2 separate regions of the Zea mays genome follow, and region 2 is linked to region 1. The links are chromatin contacts, called in public Hi-C maps. All regions are on one chromosome and are shown on one strand. Each heading gives the region's core, a stretch centred on a gene start, on an enhancer-like site or on the middle of the called end of the contact. The rest is flanking DNA. Distances are from core to core; before and after follow the strand shown. Region 1 holds the start of LOC542726 (ribosomal protein13). Region 2 holds the start of LOC100282819 (60S acidic ribosomal protein P1).

The links. Hi-C and Micro-C count contacts between places; a contact is called where the count stands out from the background.
Region 2: a Hi-C map of ear shows a contact between it and region 1, with 2.5 times the contacts expected there. The contact joins the promoter of LOC100282819 here to the promoter of LOC542726 in region 1. A contact is called at or near these places in 2 of 25 Hi-C or Micro-C datasets (ear and tassel).

The regions. Positions count from the first base shown.
Region 1 is chr4:39,628,354-39,631,170 of Zm-B73-REFERENCE-NAM-5.0, reverse strand. It overlaps LOC542726 (ribosomal protein13), which reads right to left and starts at 1,343. Exons shown (of 5, transcript NM_001112238.3): 1 at 1,227-1,343; 2 at 1,058-1,130; 3 at 810-948; 4 at 391-577. The coding sequence starts at 1,249.
Region 2 is chr4:39,984,549-39,987,365 of Zm-B73-REFERENCE-NAM-5.0, reverse strand. It overlaps LOC100282819 (60S acidic ribosomal protein P1), which reads left to right and starts at 1,433. Exons shown (of 4, transcript NM_001294271.2): 1 at 1,433-1,478; 2 at 1,581-1,690; 3 at 1,786-1,909; 4 at 2,510-2,817. The coding sequence starts at 1,622. The coding sequence ends at 2,646.

The sequences.
Region 1 (2,817 bases), core at 94-2,593:
GTACCAGTGTAATAGACAACAAAAATGTGTCAATCCCCACTAACACATAAGCACACTTCAACATGTCTAAGCTAGCATTAAAGTCAAATAGTATGTATTTTGACAATTTATCTGGTGCTCACAAAGACTACAATCAGAACAACAGTGAAATAGTAAACACGATTGCCTAAACCTCCGCCCTTGTAGATACAACAGAGCCCATGATATGCATATCTAGCTTCAGTTGATTAGAATAAAAGCATACCACACACAACTAATGTGTCTAGAACAGCTCCTATGTAGTATTGGTGCACATTGACTCTCACATCAAACACATGATACAAATCACCAAGATAACTGACAGTTCGCAACTCCATGGTTGAGGCAAGGAATGGGTTCTGGTTGACTTACTACTTCCAGGTGGGTGGAAGCTTCTTTGTGCGCTTGTAGTAGCGGGCAAGGCGGTGGATCCTGCTCTCCACAAGAATGAGCCTGAATTTAGAGTCTTTGTCCTTCCTGTTCCTCTCAAGGTGCTTCCTTATCGCCACCGCCTTCTTGATGAGGAAGTACAGGTCCTCGGGGATTTCTGGTGCCAGCCCTACACGTGCACATGAAACATGATTACAGTACAAATCACAAAATACCGACAAGCCGAGGTGGAGCTTCATTAGGGCCATGACCCCTCCTGGTTTTGCAATTCTATAAAGGATGCTTCCGTATCTTGGTATATTTTCCTGATGAAGGTTTAGATTTGCCAGCCTCACACTCACTGTACCTCAGGCTTCGCCACTGGCAACATGTGAATCGAGCGATAGGGATGTAGTTCTCACCATGGGCCTTGAGGATGCGGAGGATCTTGCTGCCGGTGACGCTCTTGACAAGGGGGATACCGTGCTGGTCACGGAGCAGGACGCCGATCTGCGACGGCATCTGTCCCTTCTTCGCTGCCTTTGTGATCATCTCCTCCACCTACCAGGCGATGAACACACGTCAGCGAACCAAATCCGCAATCCCAACAATAGCGGAACCAGACGACGGCCGAATGCAATGGAGTCGAAGGAGAGGAGAAGGCTCTCACGTCGGAGGCAGCGGTCTTGAGCCAGGTAGGAGGCGTCCTCTTGTAGGGAAGCGCCGACGATGAGATACCCTTCCTGCGTCACGGAGCCACGCAGCCGCCATCAGCACACAGATTCACCACACTAGAAGCAATAGCACCAGTGTTACGAGGACGAGGACGGGAGGGTTACCCGCGGCTGTGCATACGCCCCATGGCGGCGGATTGGTGTCTACCTCAGGCGACGGCGGGGCGGGGGCTTGATGCGGCGGCGGCGGCGGCGGAGGAGCGAGGGCGAGAGGAAGCGCGTAGCAGCCTAGGGTTTGGAGGCGCTACTTATAGTGCGCGGCGGCGCTGAGGATTTTCGCTAGGGCTCCGACGTTTCGTGCTGGGCCGCTTGTTGGGCTTCGCCCATGGGCTCGGGACGTTTCGGCCCGGTACACGTTTACTGAAGCTTTTTCTGATGGAATTTCATTATTTTGTTTTGTGGTATAAGATAAAACATCTCAGAAATTGGCTTGTTTCTGCTTTAGGATTTGGACTTGTGATATATGTTTTGGAAATGTTCTGGAACAAGAATTTGCGTGTTGTTTTTTTCCATTAGTGGGCTCTTTGGTTCAACCAGCAAAAGATGAGCGCGACGGATGAGTATCTTTCAGATAAGATCAATAAGGTCGCTCAAAATCACTGTGGAAAACGCACAAGCTTTTATGTAATACTCCTTCTGTTCTAATTTATAATTCGTTTGATTTTTTACAAAGTTTGACCATCTCATTTTATTCATTTTTTTGCAAAAAAAATTTAAAGCTAGGCTTTAATTATATTATAGAGTAGACGATATCATAGTAAAAAATAATAATTATTATGAATTTTTTTAATAAGACGAACCCGTCAAACGAACTATAAATTAGAACAGATGGAGTATCTGAAACATTTCTTTCAGAGCATTGCTGAGCAAAGGGAAACTCAAATATTCGACCGATTCAAAAACAGTGATACAGAGAGTGTTCATGGTAACCTTTTAGCGAAGGTGCAAAAGCTTTTTTCATTATTGTAACATGTTATCTAAAAGCTTTTCACAGGGAAACCATGGGAGTAAGGTATTTGCAATAAAAGGCTACCCTAAACTTGAGAGAGTACGTGAAACAGCGTGCATTATTTCTCCATTGGTAAACTGGCATTGTCTAGATTAGGGCTGGTCATTCGGTCGGGTAATTTGGTTCGGTCTATTCGGGTTTGTGAAATTTCGGGTTGTGAAAAATGAAAACCGAAATTTTCAAAAAAAAATAGAAATCAAACCTGAATAGACTCACAATTTCGGTTCGGTCTATTCGGTCCACCGAATCGACCCAAATTGTAGAGAGATTAGTATGTTTTGTTAAAATATATATAACGAATAATTAATTAAAAGTACTATTATTACAACAAGTGACTATAAAAATTAGCATACAAAGATATATATACTATCTTTAAGATGATATCATTATTTTTAGCTAATAAGTTCATAAATCATATAATAATAACATTACATATTAAGAGCTTTTTAATATCTCGGGTTATTCGGTCTATTCGGGTTTTAAAGGTTAGGAACCGAACTCGAACTCATACCCCGAAATATAGCACATATGATAGTAGACGCGGCCCGATCTTCAGTGAGATACGATAACTCGATTGAGTGGAGATCTCGACGTTGATGATCCAAGGCTACGAGCGAACGGTTCCTCGCAATCACTACACCACGGCTCCGTTGGTTATCACCCGTGACACACGAATGACCTCACCAC
Region 2 (2,817 bases), core at 184-2,683, 360 kb before region 1:
ATTACGCACCTCGAAGCGGCCCGAACCTGTACAAAATTGTCCACGGTCTCTCGTGCATCTGGCACGAACCATCGAGCTACAGTCGGTAACACCGTCCTACCCCAAAAAGCACCTCGAGGGACAACCCTGGGTGCGCGATCGGACCCAAAACACCGACAACACGTCTATAGATGGCCAAACAGCGGCCCGGCACGGGCCAGACACCCGCGGGCCATAACACTGGTCCAGGCACGTCATGTTGGCCTGCTGGCTGTGCCGGGCCAGCCCTTTAGCCCGTCGGACCATTTGATTAAATCAACGTAAAATTTAAAAAAGGGTGGAGGATGTGGGGTTTGAACTCATTGCTCTGATGTAAGAAGGGCGGGAGACACTGGGTAAAGCTGTCTAACCAGTAGAACATCATGTTTATATGTTTTTAATATGTATATATATGTATATATGTTTTTTATAAAATAAAAAATATATAATCGTCTTAGGCCGGATCAGCACTACGGACCGAGGCTACAGCCCAAGCACGTCACGACGTTCTTGGCTCTTGCAAGCATGAAGTCGTTTCTGAGACCACATTGGCGCAATGGACTCTATGGTGTTTGAGGTTGCTAAATTGGATGGGGCAACAATTATTTGCCACAATAACAGGAAATGAAATGTTATTTGTTGATTTTAAGCGTTAGTAATTGCTACGAAGTAGCATAATTTATATAGAGCGCATCCATATTTTATTGATGCCTGAATTTAGCAATCACTCTATATTTTGATTTATCCTTTTTATAAGTTTGAGTTCATGTGACTTATTTTAGAAACTTGAGCTCACAAACTTTTCTTATTTGGTCTATGTATGGTAGAATTATGTCATTTTATAATCTCTATTCGTTCAGTAGTCGCTGTGAACTCTTTTCTAGTCGCTCACTTCATTGACCGTGTTGTACCAAGATATATTGAATGGAGTAAATAATAACATCAGTTAGCCAAATCAAAAAATATATTATACGGAGAGCGGAGACAATCAATAAAAAATATTGAAATATTTTTACTGGATAGTTTATATAGGTATTGTTATAAGCCGTTTGCAACGCACGGGCAATCGACTAGTATTATTTAACGTGTGTGCTTTGTTTCTTTAATGTCATTTTGTCATTTTTTTTTCTCATGCGATGAACACGAAGATGACAATTCGCAAAACAAAATGATTACGATTCTTAAACCTTTAGTCGGCCGGGGCATGGCATGGCATGTCAAAAGCAAAACAAAATGGCTTATGGAAAACTGGAAGTGCCTAGTCAGTCCAACCCAAAGAGCGATGACGACGCAGGGAACAAAGCCCACGACAAGGCCCAATACGGCCCAAACTTCTGCCACTGGCAAAGCCCTACCAACCCAAGCACCTATATTATGTCCACCCACGCCGCCTCCCTCCGAAACCCTAGAAGCCTCCACCCTCCAGCGCCTCCACCTTCCTCGCCGCCTCACTCCCTCTGGTACGTGCCGTCGGCTCCACCTCTGGCTCGCGCCCTTGCTTGCCGCCGCTGCCGCCGCGATTGGCGCCTAACCTCGGTGTCGTGTTTTTCTTTTCTTAGCAGAGGTCGCAGATCCGTCCGGTTAGACGAAGCCGCCCGCACCCATGGCCTCCGGTGAGCTCGCCTGCACCTACGCCGCCCTCATCCTCAGCGACGACGGCATCGCCATCACCGTGCGTTCTCTCACGCTGCAGTGTTCTTTTAATCTCAGAGTTTTCTTTTTTTTGAGCGGTCGCGTGGTTATGTGGGGGGTGTTTCTTGTTTGCAGGCCGAGAAGATCGCCACCATCGTGAAGGCGGCCAACATCAAGGTCGAGTCCTACTGGCCGGCGCTCTTCGCTAAGCTCCTGGAGAAGCGCAGCGTTGAGGATCTAATCCTCTCCGTGGGATCTGGTATGCACCCTGTCTTGCTATCAAGATACTTTCGTGTGTTTATATGCCGGTGGATGGTGGTTATTCTTGTAGATTTACCTTATTCGGTTATGTCCCTAGTTTTTTTTACAATCTTAATTCTTAACGTCTTTAAATATTGTTCGTATTACCCAACCCTGTGATAGGGTCAGTTCTGTCCTACTTGACCGATTAGTAGTACATTATAAGATCTCACATTCATTGTAACCGAACCTTACTGTGTATTTGTACTCACTAAACTGAGTATTAAGTATCTTTCTGTTTACTTGAATTGAACCTTAGTTTTTTTTTCAATGCTAAATTTGACATGTATGTGACTCCAATCTTCATTGTGCTAGTGAAATGGAGAGGCATTGCCATGAGTACATTCAGGATGCATTTGGCCCCTTATTTTGTTCCAGAATTACCTTACATCCACTAATGAGTTCCCTGTGCATGTTTATACTGGTTTATACTGGAACTTCATGCTAGATTGTGTTAATTTGTCGCCCTTTGTGTTGTTAGTCTTGAATTTGTGCATAAGATTTTTCCAGTTCTATTCTGAAAGGACTAACAATTTGCTGTATTGAAATTCGTTTGTAGGTGGTGGCGCTGCTCCAGTTGCTGCTTCCGCCCCAGCTGGGGGTGCTGCAGCTGCTGCTGCCCCTGCTGCAGAGGAGAAGAAGGAAGAGCCCAAGGAGGAGTCTGATGACGACATGGGCTTCAGCCTGTTCGACTGAGACCCTCGCTACCCAGCCATTAGCAAATTCGCTTATGCTGTCCAAGACTTATCTTACGTTATGTCTGTAGGCTTTTGTTATTACAAGTACTCAAGTTTTGAGTTTTTGAGATGTGGCTATGACAATGTGATGAAGAACCCTAAACCATCGTATTAGAGTGAAACTTGTTTC